Linked DNA regions of Mus musculus: region 2 is linked to region 1. The links are chromatin contacts, called in public promoter capture Hi-C maps. All regions are on one chromosome and are shown on one strand. Each heading gives the region's core, a stretch centred on a gene start, on an enhancer-like site or on the middle of the called end of the contact. The rest is flanking DNA. Distances are from core to core; before and after follow the strand shown.

What was found. Capture Hi-C pulls out chosen DNA fragments and counts their contacts.
Region 2: a promoter capture Hi-C map of adipose tissue shows a contact between it and region 1. The contact joins the promoter of Lrrc38 here to the promoter of Prdm2 in region 1. A contact is called at or near these places in 1 of 39 promoter capture datasets (stem cell-derived epiblast-like cells), 1 of 484 Hi-C or Micro-C datasets (embryonic stem cells), 1 of 115 datasets of contacts at active chromatin or transcription factors (embryonic stem cells) and 2 of 9 other capture datasets (adipose tissue and embryonic stem cells).

What each region holds. Positions count from the first base shown.
Region 1 is chr4:143,209,040-143,215,544 of GRCm38.p6, reverse strand. Prdm2 (PR domain containing 2, with ZNF domain) reads left to right here and starts at 2,836. Exons shown (of 10, transcript NM_001081355.3): 1 at 2,836-2,930.
Region 2 is chr4:143,345,041-143,351,559 of GRCm38.p6, reverse strand. It overlaps Lrrc38 (leucine rich repeat containing 38), which reads right to left and starts at 1,810. Exons shown (of 2, transcript NM_001162983.1): 1 at 749-1,810. The coding sequence starts at 1,391.

The DNA of each region.
Region 1 (6,505 bases), core at 1,587-4,086:
TTAAAGTCTTTGGTACTAGCTATAAAGTGTTTAATCTTTTTTTTTTTTTTTTTTCGAGGCAGGGTTTCTCTGTGAGGCCCTGGCTGTCCTGGAACTCACTTTGTAGACCTGGCTGGCCTCGAACTCAGAAAACCACCTGCCTCTGCCTCCCAAGTGCTGGGATTAAAAGCATGTGCCACCACCGCCCAGCTAAGTTTTTAATCTTTTAAGGGGCAATTCTATAGAAATTGCTGTGGTTTTGATTACAATCACATTTTTTTTTAAAAAAAAATACAATGTCTGGGCTATACATAACTGCTTATCTCTATCTGTTTTGAGAGTCAGGGAGATGCCATTTTCCCCCCGTAAGTATTATCTATTTAGTGCTTAGACATTGCTCTGGGTTTTGAGTGTAGCATGTGCCATTTTAACACATAATATGTGCATAAGTGACCAGGGCTGAGCCAGGTGACTTGTGCAACATGGAGTTTCATTCACGTTGCAGACTTTGATAGTGAGTGTGTTGTATACGTCCGTCTCCTAATAAACAGACCACAATTTCTGATTAAAGCATCTCTATTCCCATCATCCTTCATTAGCAAGGCATTTCATCATTTCAAAGAAGGAAAACAGTAGTATTTAGTACACCGCACAGCTAATCATCACTAATGAAATTTCACTGTAATCTCCATAGCCTTTGTCTTTTTTAATTGAACAGATGAACTATAAAGTGTGTCGTTCAGTCTGGGAAGTATCACAGTTTAGAGAATTGAAACATGTTCAAACAAAATACACAGATTAAAAGTATACAGTGGTTGGTTAGAGGTGGTATTTAGAAGGACCGAAGATTTACTCAGTGTGGTAGGCTAAATAATCGTTACTAAGCATCTGACCTCAACTCAATCCCTTGAATTCTCAAGCATTACCTCTTGCAGAACTTCTGTTGCTATGACTCAGCAATGAAGAGATTAACTGTGGTTTAGCTGGGTATCCTCAGTGCAACTGTATAGATTATGAAAGAACAGAGGGAAATTTCACTACCTACAGAGGAGAAAGTGATGTAAAGATGAAGAGAGTGTGATGATGTTGGCCTTGAAGAGTTGAGTGGCATAGTGACAAGCCAAGGAATGTTGGCAGTCACCAGAAGCTGGAAGAAGGAAACAGTCTCCCCTAGAGACCTCAGAGGAAGTGTGGTCCTACTGACACCTTAGCTTGAGTCTACTGATACTGATTTGGACTCTAGCCTCTACATTTGCAGGAGATTAAATTTCTGTTGTTTTAAGACATCAAATCTGAAACCGTTGCCCCAGGGGAAAAAGGCATTGTCATATCAGATTAAAGACAGGAAGAACAGCCACTGCCTTCTTGGCATGGTGTTCTCTGGTTTTACCATGTCATGTTTTGATTTGACAAAAATCAAAATCCCCTATATTTCCTTTTGCATTCTATTGGATGCCAGGGGGTAAGTAGATTTTCTTTTAAAATGATGGCTATGGCAGTTTGGTGGTAGATGAGGTGGTGGTCTCCCTTTTGCTCCCACGCTACCTCAGATGATTTTTGATGCATATACTTAGTAAGGTGTTAATCAAATAAAGAGTGCAAATTCCAGTGGCAGCCTGTACCATAATAGTGTATATTCTAGTGACAAGTTTGCATGTCTCTCTTAGGTTTGTAAACTCTTGACTAGTGAGAGACATAAGCAAACATTTGAGGTTTTATTTCCTCTCTCCACGGGCTCTGTGGTGATCCAGACCTTGACAACACTTGACATTGTCCTCACCTGTCAACAGTACTGATGAGATAATCACCATGTCACCAATCCTTTACAGAGTATACCACAATCCACGTTGATTGACGTACTTTCTAAACAACAGGTACATTTGATGAGCTTGTCTGGTCTTTCCAAAGTTTTGGAGGCACATTTGAACATAATACATTATCTATTTTTCAGATCCTTTTCTCAGAGGACTAATACGGCCCACTACACTTAGATTTTTTTTTTTTTTCCTTTCTTCTCAGAGGATAGCTTTATCTTGAAGTACTCATGGCTCTGGGTACCATCTAGATGTGACAAGTAACTTTCATCTCTCTACAACTTCAGATTGATTGGCAACTATGTTCCCGTCAAACCTCTTTTCTGGGATGTCAGAAGTGGTCTCCAGTTCAATCCAATCCATCTCCAGCTCACTTGTTTGTAAATAGTGGTGCAGTTCCCAAGGGCAAGATGAAGGCCATGCTGGGTACCACAGAGCCTTGGCACTGACCTAGGCCCATAGCTGGCAGTTAGCAAATGCCTCCTGGTAAGGGATGAATACAGCCGCTCAGTTGCATCTGCTTTGCTGAAGTTTCGGGTTTGTGTGTGTGTGGCTATATTGGTCCTTTGCACACCATTTAAACGGTCTATTTGCCTGGCAGTGGTCTAGTGAGTGGCCTTCAGAGTGGATTCTGCTCTTGTTTTTCTTGAAACAAGGTCTAAGGGTGTGGTCCTGCCTTCCTGGAATTCACTATGTAGCTCTGGCTGCTTCTGCCTCGAGTTTGGGGATTAAAGTGTGCGCCACCACGCCAGTCAGTCGCGGTCGTCTGAAGTAGGGTGGCTTCTCTGACCAACTCTTGAGTTTCTCAGCCCTAACTCTATAGTGGTCAGGCTGGCCCGGCCATGGCGACGCGGGCTTCCCTTCGAGGTAATAACGCTCTGGGGCGAGCGGCGAGTCCGTGATTGACAGAGAGGGCGACACAGTCCGCCGGGGTCACGCCTGACCGTCGTGTTGAGCTCCTCGGGGTCGCAGGCCACGAGCTACGCGCGGGGTCGGGGTCGGGGTCGGGGGTTGTGGGCGCCGTGCCGACGTCACTTCCGGCCGGAGCCAAGATGGCGGCGGCGCGGCCGCGGGCGCCAGAGCGACGGCGGCGGCTGCGGCTCTGGGCTCGCTGAAGCGTTGGCACGTCGCGCTCTGGTGAGGAGCGGCGGAGCCGGGGAGGGCGGGCGGGCCTCGGGGGAATGTCCCTTGGTGTCAGTGAGGAGTGTGGCCACCGCGGCGGGGGCGACCGGGCCGGGCGCTAAGGGGATTGCGGGGCGGGCTGACGCGCCCCCTTCGAGCTTCCTCCGAACGGCCGGGAACCGGTGGCTGGCGCTGGCGCCGACGCGAGGCGGCGCGAAGGCTCCCGCTCCGCGGCTCTTAAGTCCCCGCGGCCAAGTTTCGGGTCCGTTTGGTGACGGCGCGGCGGACTCGGGGTGCGCGGCTGCGGGGTCGGCGGGGAGCGCACGTGGGCCCCGGGCGGTCCCCATCCGCAGGGCTGCGCTGATCTCTGCTCTTTTGTGTCCCGGGTTGAATGTGCGAGCGCATCTGCAATCCTCGAGTTGGTTCTGTGCCTCGAGCCTTTGTGTTTTTCACCCCCGTATAGTTTCCGTGTGCTATAAACCTGCCAGTGGGCTCCTCGAGTGTCCCCCATCGACCCACTGGTGCATACGTGCATGTGTCACAGGTGTGCGCTAGCATACATAGGACTGGTTTGCGTTCGTCAAAAGATCCATCTACTATGTCTCCGAGGGTGACGAGCGAGACACGAAATAGACCTTAACAGGTCAGTGTTCTTCCACGATCCACGCGTGAAGCACCGGCCAATGGCCTAGCACTTACCGTTAGGTCGGGCCTCGAGCTGGGGAAACAATCCCACAGATCGCCGGGAAGCCCCGTTGCCTCTTACTACCCAGCTGGAATTTACACCTAGAGAAATGGGGTTTCCCTTCACCCCCCGCATTTCATGTATTGAGGATTTGGGTGTATTTGACACGTGAACTGCCTTTTGCCAAGTTCCAGTGCCTTGCCCTTAGGACCCTTTAATGAAACACGGGAATGTTTGTTTCTAGTACACAGTGTCCCCAGAACATGACTAAAATTGTATCTCAAAGTTTTTTTGTTTACTTCGAGGTTATTCTTTAAAGTAATATATACAGCAAAGACAACCTCCCAATGGTTTTTTGTTTGTTTTTTGGTTTTTGTTTTTCTTTTACCTACAATAGCACAGACTACAGTTGGATCATTCTGCCCACGATGATATTGGAAAAGAGGTTTTAGGATATTAAGAGGAGGAACTGAGAGACATTATTCTGTTGTTTTCCTGTTCTATAGAGTTCTGTTTTTGAGATTGCACGCAGCTGCCACCCTCCAAGCTCTCTTTCACACACTTTATTTGATGAAATTTCTTTTTCATGAGCAATCTCGCCATAGCTTTGAAAACCTTCAGAGATCATTTAATAAGCCCCCTTTATTCCAAGCCATGGGAAGAGAGCTGTAAATCCATTGTTGGAAGCAACACTCAGCTGCATTTGGTGTTATTTCAGGGCTCGACCCTTCCCTGCCCCCCCCCCCCAAAAAAAAGCCGTCGATGCATTTACAAAGTTATTAGAACCAGGGACATAATGAGAATGCTCAATGAATGTTCGCTGTTTGTTGATGGAAGACTTGGCTTCGTTGAGGTTTGAGGTGGTTTGTTTTACATTTTCTATGCAGTGCTCGGGATAAGAAGGTGTAACTTTGTAATAATGTATTAGCTCTGTAAGCACAAAACAGCAAAACAGTCGCACTGGAAGACAGTTGGAAAACAGAGGCGCACAAAGAAGGAATAGAAACCGCCTGTAAACTTCCGCCTCCTCAGATAGCCATTGTTAACATTGTAGCAGATTGTCACTAGTCAGTCCCTCATGGTGTGCCTGCTTGTATTTCTTTATTCACATACATTCATTTATAGAAGCATGCACTTCTGTATAATAGTCTATAGAGAATTGATATGTTGTGTATATCGATGAGGCTTGTCTTTCATTATGCTGTTGTGTGTTTCTATGTCTTTAACTGTTCTTCAATTTGATGTTTAATGGCTGATATGTGGATGGGCCATCATTCATTAACCAATCCCACATTGATTTTCAAGGCTTCTAAAGTCTGACATTTCTTTTCATTAATTTTCGGAAGTTTTTTCTCTGTGATGAATTTAAAAATTCTGCAACTATTTAAGATGTGAAAACTGGAAAATCTGCTTTGGTAGTGTCTGATGATACATCTTTTTTTGTTTGTTTGTTTGTTTCAGCTACCTAAGAAGTAACCTCCCTGATTTCTCTGTGGTGTCTGTAGCTCACACATATCTGCACACAGTTCCTTTTGATGATTATTTTATACTGGCTATTTATTTATTAATGGGATTTTTTTTTCTTTTTTCAGAATGCTGATATCTTTTCAACTTTAGATCTGACTTAGACACCTTTCAGGGGTGTGTTAAATCACAGTCTCCAGGGTGGAGAGCACTGTGGAGTATTTGCTATTTTCATGTCTTCTGACTAGTTTCGTGTTAGTTTTAATATATGTAAAGGGGAAAAACCCAACAGCAAATATGCAGCTTTCACTAGCAAACTCCATAGTGGAAGTGTATGTGGGCCTTGAGGGGATACGTCAGACCTGCATGCAGAGAGCATCTGCAGGGAATGCTGCATGTCAGACCTGCATGCAGAGAGCATCTGCAGGGAATGCTGCATGTCAGACCTGCATGCAGAGAGCACCTGCAGAGAATCTTCAGGGAATGCTAGATGCAACCGGGACATCACCAGCTGAGCACCTGCTGAGCACTTCTGCTCCTGCTGACATGCATTTAGGGCTTCATAGTTTGATTGCTGCCTATTAGCAGTCACAGTGCTTGGGATTGGGCCTGGTGTCATGTCCTAGTGCTTGCCTTTTGCAGTTAGAAATTTTTAGTTAGAGCTATAAAAAAATGATTTTCTTAGAGCAGGTCAGGGGAAACTGGAGTCTGTTGGTAGGGATAGCATGGTGAGTTAACAATGTTCCTCGGCCACTCTACTGCTGATGTGTGGGCTGGATTAGTTTTCTTGGGGATGTCACTCTTGTCCATGGTGGAATGCTTAAGCAGCTCCCCTCATCCACCCACAAGTGGCAGTGGTCCCTCCTTTAGTTATGACAAGCTGTGAAGTCACCAGACATTGCCATGGAGGGACAAAATGGAATGATTCTAAACTAGCTCATTAAATGAAACTTCCTTTGTTGGATGGTTGAATCACAGAAGCAGCTGTGGTGTCTCCAAGAACTCTGAGGACAGATGCTATGGGTTAGACCTTGAAGAAGGGAATTGTCTTCCCATCCAAATTTCTTCTAGCTTTTGCTTTTGTGGTTATAGAGTAACTCTCTGTAGTTGAACATTGACGTCCTTTTATGGGAAGAAACATGGCAGTGTGAGGTAGGCTGGAGATTATGACGTTTTCATGACATGGGATCAGCATTCCCAGTATGCAGATTAAATTATTATAAAATTTAAATACATTTGCATAGAGTAGATGCATAATTTAATTATTTGGTCCATGATGCTGAATAGCACAGAAATAACTCTTCCAGAAAATGAGACTTGAAGCAACTCCTTGAAGATTGGCTAAACTGTACTTTTCTAAACTACTTTTTTCCTTCTTTTTTTAAAACAAGCAAACAAAAAAAACCCCAAAAAGAACCAGTTGGGTTTATGCACTAAACTT
Region 2 (6,519 bases), core at 561-3,060, 140 kb before region 1:
AGTAGACATGTGGGCTCCACGGAAGGTAAGGACTTCACCTGCCTTCAGTCCTAGCACGCACCCCATGAGTGTTAGCGTTCTCAGTTTTGCCTTTACTTCCTTGGTACTGCGTTCCCAGTGCCCTTGTGTTCCCATCAGCCAATTGGGTATGTGTATGGGTCATCAGGAGGGGCAACAGGAAAACAGGGGAGGTGCCCACCCGGAAGGTTTCAATCCCACATTTCCACACTAGGCTGGCTGCCTTTGTCCTCACCGGCAATTTTTCTCACCAAGGGTGGACCAAAAAGTCAAAGAGAGATGGGAACAGAGGGACCCGGTTGGAATCTGTGGCAGCTAGATCCCGTTCAGAACTGGCCAGCTCCTCTCACCTCTGGGGTCTGGAAATGGTATAGTGTCCCACACAACGAGGGGTTTCCTACTAGGAGGGACCAGTACATTGCTCACACCCACCTGTCCTGGGACCTAAAAGCTCCCAGAGAGGATGTGGACCATGATGATGGAGAAAAGGTGGGTAATAAGTGAAGAAAGAGAAACTTGAGAGAGTTCCGGGTGTGTTCTTTTAACACTCGTTGCCAACACATCTCAGACTTTCAGACAGCTGGTCTTATGGAGTTACACCACAGGGGTCCTCGTTCAGGGGACTTTCTGGTGAGCCCCAAAACGAGGCCTCACACATCCTGACCGTGCTGGATTCCTCCAGCGTTCCCTACCAGACCCAGCCTTGGCTTCCAGCCACCCTCTGGCTCACCTTTGGGCAATTTGGATGTGTTCTCCTGAATCCAGGAGAAGAGGTGAGCGAAGTCACAGTCACACAGCCAGGGGTTCCCGTCCAGGCGCACAGTGCGCAGTGCCGGCAGCGCATCCAAAGCCGCCACGTTGAGGCTGCGCAGGTTGTTGTCGTTGAGTTCCAGCACCTGCAAGGACTCCAGGCTCTCGAAGGCAGCCTCATGTACACCGGCCAGATGGTTGTTGGCCAGGCTCAGCTTGACCAGCCTCCCCGCCGAGCGGAAGGCGCCGGCCCCCAGCTGGGTGAGGTTGTTGTAGCTCAGGTCCAGAAAGGCCAGCTTGCCCGAGCCGCTGAACGTGCCCTCCTCCAGCGAGCGCAGCGAGTTGTTCCTGAAATCCAGATACACCAGATCTCCATGGAAGATGAAGAAGTCCTCGGGGATCTGCTGGATGCGGTTGCCGGCCACTAGCAGCTTGCGCACGTCCAGGGGGAAGGGATCGGGCACGCTGGGCAGCCCGCGATCGCGACAGTCCACGGTATGGGGGTCGGTGCAAGCACAGCCCGCGGGGCACGCGCGTCCCGGCCCGAGCAGCACCAAGAGGCTACCGAGCCCCAGCGCCGCAGCAGCGCCCGTGGGGTGGCGGGGGGCAACGCAGAGACTCATGGCCCGGGGGACTCCGGAGGACTCAGCTCGCAGCAAGGAGGACGCAGCGGGGCCCTGGCTCCGGGGCGCCGAGAGCCCCAGGGCAGCGGCGCAGGGCGGGGAGGCTGCGCCGGGGCGCGCGGGGGCGATGAGAGTGCGGCGGGGACAGAGCGACCCGGGGTGTCCGGGAGGCGGGGAGGGAGGAGGAAGATGAGAGGTGCTGGGCGCAGAATTTACCCGCACAGGAAACTGACCCTCTGGAACATTCAAAAGCACAGGTGGAGATCGTGGAGGGAGCCCAGAGCGACCCCACTCGGGCGGGGAAGTGGGACCTGTCGCACAGACCTGGCCAGCGGTGCTCAAGACTAAGTTCAGTGACGGATCCCTGGAGCGATTTCCATGGGGCGTGTCTGGGGCATGCGCCCAGAGCGCCACCCTCATCTCTGCCAAAGGGTCCCAGGTCACTCTAACTCGAAGTCCTGAACAAAGCCCGCAGGCTGTCAAGTCCCCGCCTGGGGCTGCGAAGTTGAGCTTTGGCTAGGCTCCAGGATGGTTGGGCTTCCCCTTCGACCCCCTCCTCCCACCTGCTTTTGCCCCACCTCCTGCAGGAGGAGGGTGTGAGCTAGGCGGGTGGCTGCCAAGGTCCCGCTGTGACTGGAAGGATAGCCAGGGCCAGTCAGCGTTTTCCATGCTGGTCCTGAGCTTGGAGATAGAACTGATTATCCTCCCAACACGAATCTTCTGTAGCTCTGAGCAAGGCCAAAGCAAGAGGTACTGGGGCAGTTTGGTGACCTGCAACCAGAGCCTCCAAGCGCCCCCTGAACTCCTGTGGAACCATCTGTGAAAAGGCAAGGGTGGGGACATCTCACCGCTCCCTTTGAGGACTGAAGAAGGCCAGAAGCTGTGTTTAGGAGTTACCAACCCTTCTTTCCCCATCAACCCTTCATTTTGATGGCCCAGGAAAGTGATCTGGTCAGAGAGATGCCAACGCTTAGAGCCCAGCTCCTCAGAGGTGAGGTTGGTCTTAGACAGTGATAGAATTCCTTCCCTGCCATTCCTCAAACCAACCCCGTATTCTACTCCTCTGCCGGGCTTTGAATGTTTGCTTTTTGGAAAAGCCCCTACACTGCTACAGGCAAATCGCCCTGCAGGTGGCTATTTTAATCCTAACACCCTGGAACCGAGAAGCTCAGCCCCTGGCCCAAAATAACCCACGGAACAGCTGTCAGTTACTGGCCCCCATTGACCCTGCCCCATCCCCTGGCACTGCTGGGGATTGGTGGAGCCAGCTATTCCGAAGCCTCAGAGCTAAGTCTGGGTATTTTTTTTCCCAGTTTGGAAGGGAGTTGGATGACCTCTTTTTCCAGTTTGGAAGCCAGTTGGTGCCTCTGAGCCAGGGATCAGGCAGTTGAGCCTTTGGGACAGAGCCAAAGGCCCAAGAACTTGCATGAGTTCCAGGAGGGGCTGGGTGTTGGGCCCCCTCAATCGCTCTTCCCTTGCACACACCCTGGCCACCAAGCTAGACCTACAGCCCCTGTCTTGTGTTCCGATTCTCACCAGGTCAACAGAATGTCTTGCAATTCCCAGTTTCCGGGGCTCTGCCTTTTGAAGAGGCAGTATAGGGTAAGAAAGGACTAGGGTGGGTGAAAGTACCTTAGCTACATTGATGTTGTTAAGGATGCAAGAAGGCAGCCAGAAAGAGCATGTGCCACCACTCTAAACTCTGCAAAAGCATCCTGAAAAGAATATTCTTGCTCTCTTTCAGCCTCAGGTTCTGTTCTGGGCTGGCAGAGCTGTAGGTTTAAATGTGTTCAGGTGTCTTCCTGTCAAGGGGTCTGGCTAGCTGCAGTCCTACACTGAGAGTCAGAGCCCCAATCCTTTCCCTGAGGTCTGGACCCGGTCCTACCACTGACTACAGAACCATAGGACAGGTTCCTCCATCTTTTTGAAGATATCCCAGACCTTGTCTGTTAAAATTTAGCCTGATGAGAGGTGGGCTTTTATCTAGGAAGAGGACACCCAGAGTAAACAGGGCGTTCACTCACAAGTGACGTTGATCAACAACAACAGTCACTTTCTATCTAGTATATGCACTGTATTTAGCCAATGATAATTCACAAAACAGGGCCATGCCTGATAGCAAAGTCACACAAGGGGCTTCTGAAAACAAAACACCTGAGAAATGCCTCTCCTTGGCTGTCACTCCCTTGTCCTGAAATTAAGAGGAAATGTTTCCTCTGCCCTTGCACAGACAGCGTGAGGGCATGAGGGAAATTATTTGTGTGGAAACGTGACTTGGAAAATGTTGTAGAAGCCATGCATGGCTTCTTCAGAGTGGCCGCAAATCTCCCTGTCAGATGCTCCTTGCTTCTTGCTTTGAGTGTCTCCCAAAGTCCCTTGGATCCTAATCTGACTTGTGTTCTTTTATTAATTAATATCAACAGGGCAAGGCTGAGGCTCAGGAGAGTCAGGAAGCACCCCCATGCTATAGGACTCCAGTTCCTTGGGAAAATAAGCATTGCCATCTCTGATATTTCTTCCTCTGGAGAGAAACACAGAGCCATGACCTGAGCAAGGTCATCCATGAGTCAGGGATAAGAGCTAGAAACAGAAGGCCGGGGTTATGTGTCCCCACCTTGCCACTCACCCACTTTCCCTGGACCCACGTGGGACAAACCTCTTAGAGAGAGGACAAAATGCAGGTAAAGAGGCCTGGAGAAACTTCCAGAGAGTGTCTGTCAGGATCGTTCCTGGGCTTACTCTTGGAGACTAATAAACATTCCAAGATTCCTACTCAAGAGACTCTAAATGGGATATAAACTACTAAAGGTGTTCAGGTGGATGTTTTTTAAAACAAAACAAAACAACAACAACAAAAAAACTAACGTTCAGGTCTCTGATGCTCAGTGGATAAAGGTGGTTTCTATCAAGCCAGATGAACTGAGTTCGATCCCTGGGACCTAAATGGTGGAAGGAAAGAGGACAACCCCTACAAGTTGTCCTCCGATCTACACAGGTACAATGTGGTCCCTGTGTGCTACACATATACCTGTACACATACACACTGCCACACCATATACAGGAATGTAATTCAATATCTAAAAATGTCTTGTTGTTTGCATTAAAATTTTTACCTTGGAGCTAGAGAGATGGCTCAGCGGTTAAGAGCACTCACTGCTCTTCCAAAGGTCCTGAGTTCAATTCCCAGCAACCACATGGTGACTCACAACCATCTGTAATAGGATCCAATGCTCTCTTCTGGTGTATCTGAAGGCAACAACAGTGTACTCACATACATAAAATAAACTTTTTTTTAATTTTTTTTTTACTTCATATGTATACATGGCTCACCTGCAAGTATGTCTGTATACTGTTTGTGTGCCTACTGCCCAAGGAGGTCAGAAGAGGACTCGGATCCCTGGGAACTGAAGTTACAGATGGTTGTGAACCATCACGTGGGGGTTGAAAATCAAATCTAGCTCCTCCAGAAGAGCAGCCAGTGCTCCTAACTGCTGAGCCATGACTCCAGCTCTCCAAATAAATATATTTTTAAAAAATAATAATATAAGGGGGCTGGAGAGATGGCTCAGCGGTTAAGAGCACTCACTGCTCTTCCAGAGGTCCTGAGTTCAATTCCCAGCAACCACATGGTGGCTCACAACCATCTGTAATGGGATCTGATGCCCTCTTCTGGTATATCTAAGAGAGTGACAGTGTACTCACATACATAATAAATAAATACATATTTTTAAAACAAATTAATATAAGGTCTTATTCTGCCCTGCCCTTCCTCCCCTCCACCACCCCTTGATCCTCAAACCTCCCTGTACTTCCCAATCTTCATTCGGACACTGTTCTGTCTTGTCTTTTCCCATCCTTCTCAACTAGCCAGGAGGTGAGGTCCAGGGGGGCCAGGATCCTGAGAGCAAAACCAATCCAACAGACAGGCTTTCCCCTTTTGTTGACAGACTGACATCTAAATTTGCCAAAGTCCCAGGCCTTGACTCGTATGCAAGATGATGCCAGTATGTCGAAGGCTATGTTGGAATCATCAAAAGTGTGGCTGGTGTTTGGTGATGTCATTTGGATTATTGGTGTGAATCACTTTTTGATCACTGCCTGGACGCCAGGGCAGGAGGCATGAGGACATCCCCTTGTCCCCTGGGGATGAGAACAGACTCTATCCCTTTCCTGAAGCAGCTTAATACAAATGTCTGTGTCCCTTATTCTTTTTTTTTTAAGATTATAAGTCTTCAGTCACTTTCTTCTTCTCTCCCCAGCCCCGCTCCCTCCAACTCAAAGATTTGTTTATTTATTATAATAAGACACTGTAGCGTCTTCAGACACCCCAGAAGAGGGCATCAGATCTCATTACAGATGGTTGTGAGCCACCATGTGGTTGCTGAGATCTGAACTCAGGACCTTCAGTGGAGCAGTCAGTGCTCTTAACTGCTGAGCCATCTCTCCAGCCCGATGTCTGTGTCCCTTACTAAAGGATTCAACTCAACTCCTGGTCCTTCTGTACCACCACCACCAGAGATGTGCTGCTCACAAAGGTTCCAGGAGGGAATGGAGGCAGATATTCTACACACACACACACACACACACACACACACACACACACACACACGCGCGCACACACACTTACTTTTCCAGCTCTGACTGACTTGTGCAGTAAGTGAGCAGTATCCCTCCTCTTTGCTCAGCAATTTTGTTAGTCTGAACATGAGTAAGTTAGGATTTGTGTGAGACTCAGGACATGGGATCAGTCCATTGGCCTGGCACAAGGAGATGCACGTTCCTTATTCTTGTCCAATGCTCCTAATGCCAGCCAACCATCCATCAAGTGTGTGGCCTCATGTAGGGCTGGAGGAGGATGGGGCTAATGGCATCCTATCATTCCGGGGGGGGGGGGAGTGTGAGTCCCAGGCATTATCATCATCCTATGGGCAAGATGTGTCCCAGCAGGCCCTGGTGTTTCCCACCCCCACTTCCTCTCCACCTGTCCTCATCTCCTGTCCACTGGCAAAACCTCTCCCCCATTATCCCCTTACCCAAGCCGTGCAACTCGCTAACTCTCACCTGAAGTCTACTCCTGCCCAATCCCCAACTCATGATTCCAACAGTCAAGGACACCAAAGTGACCTTT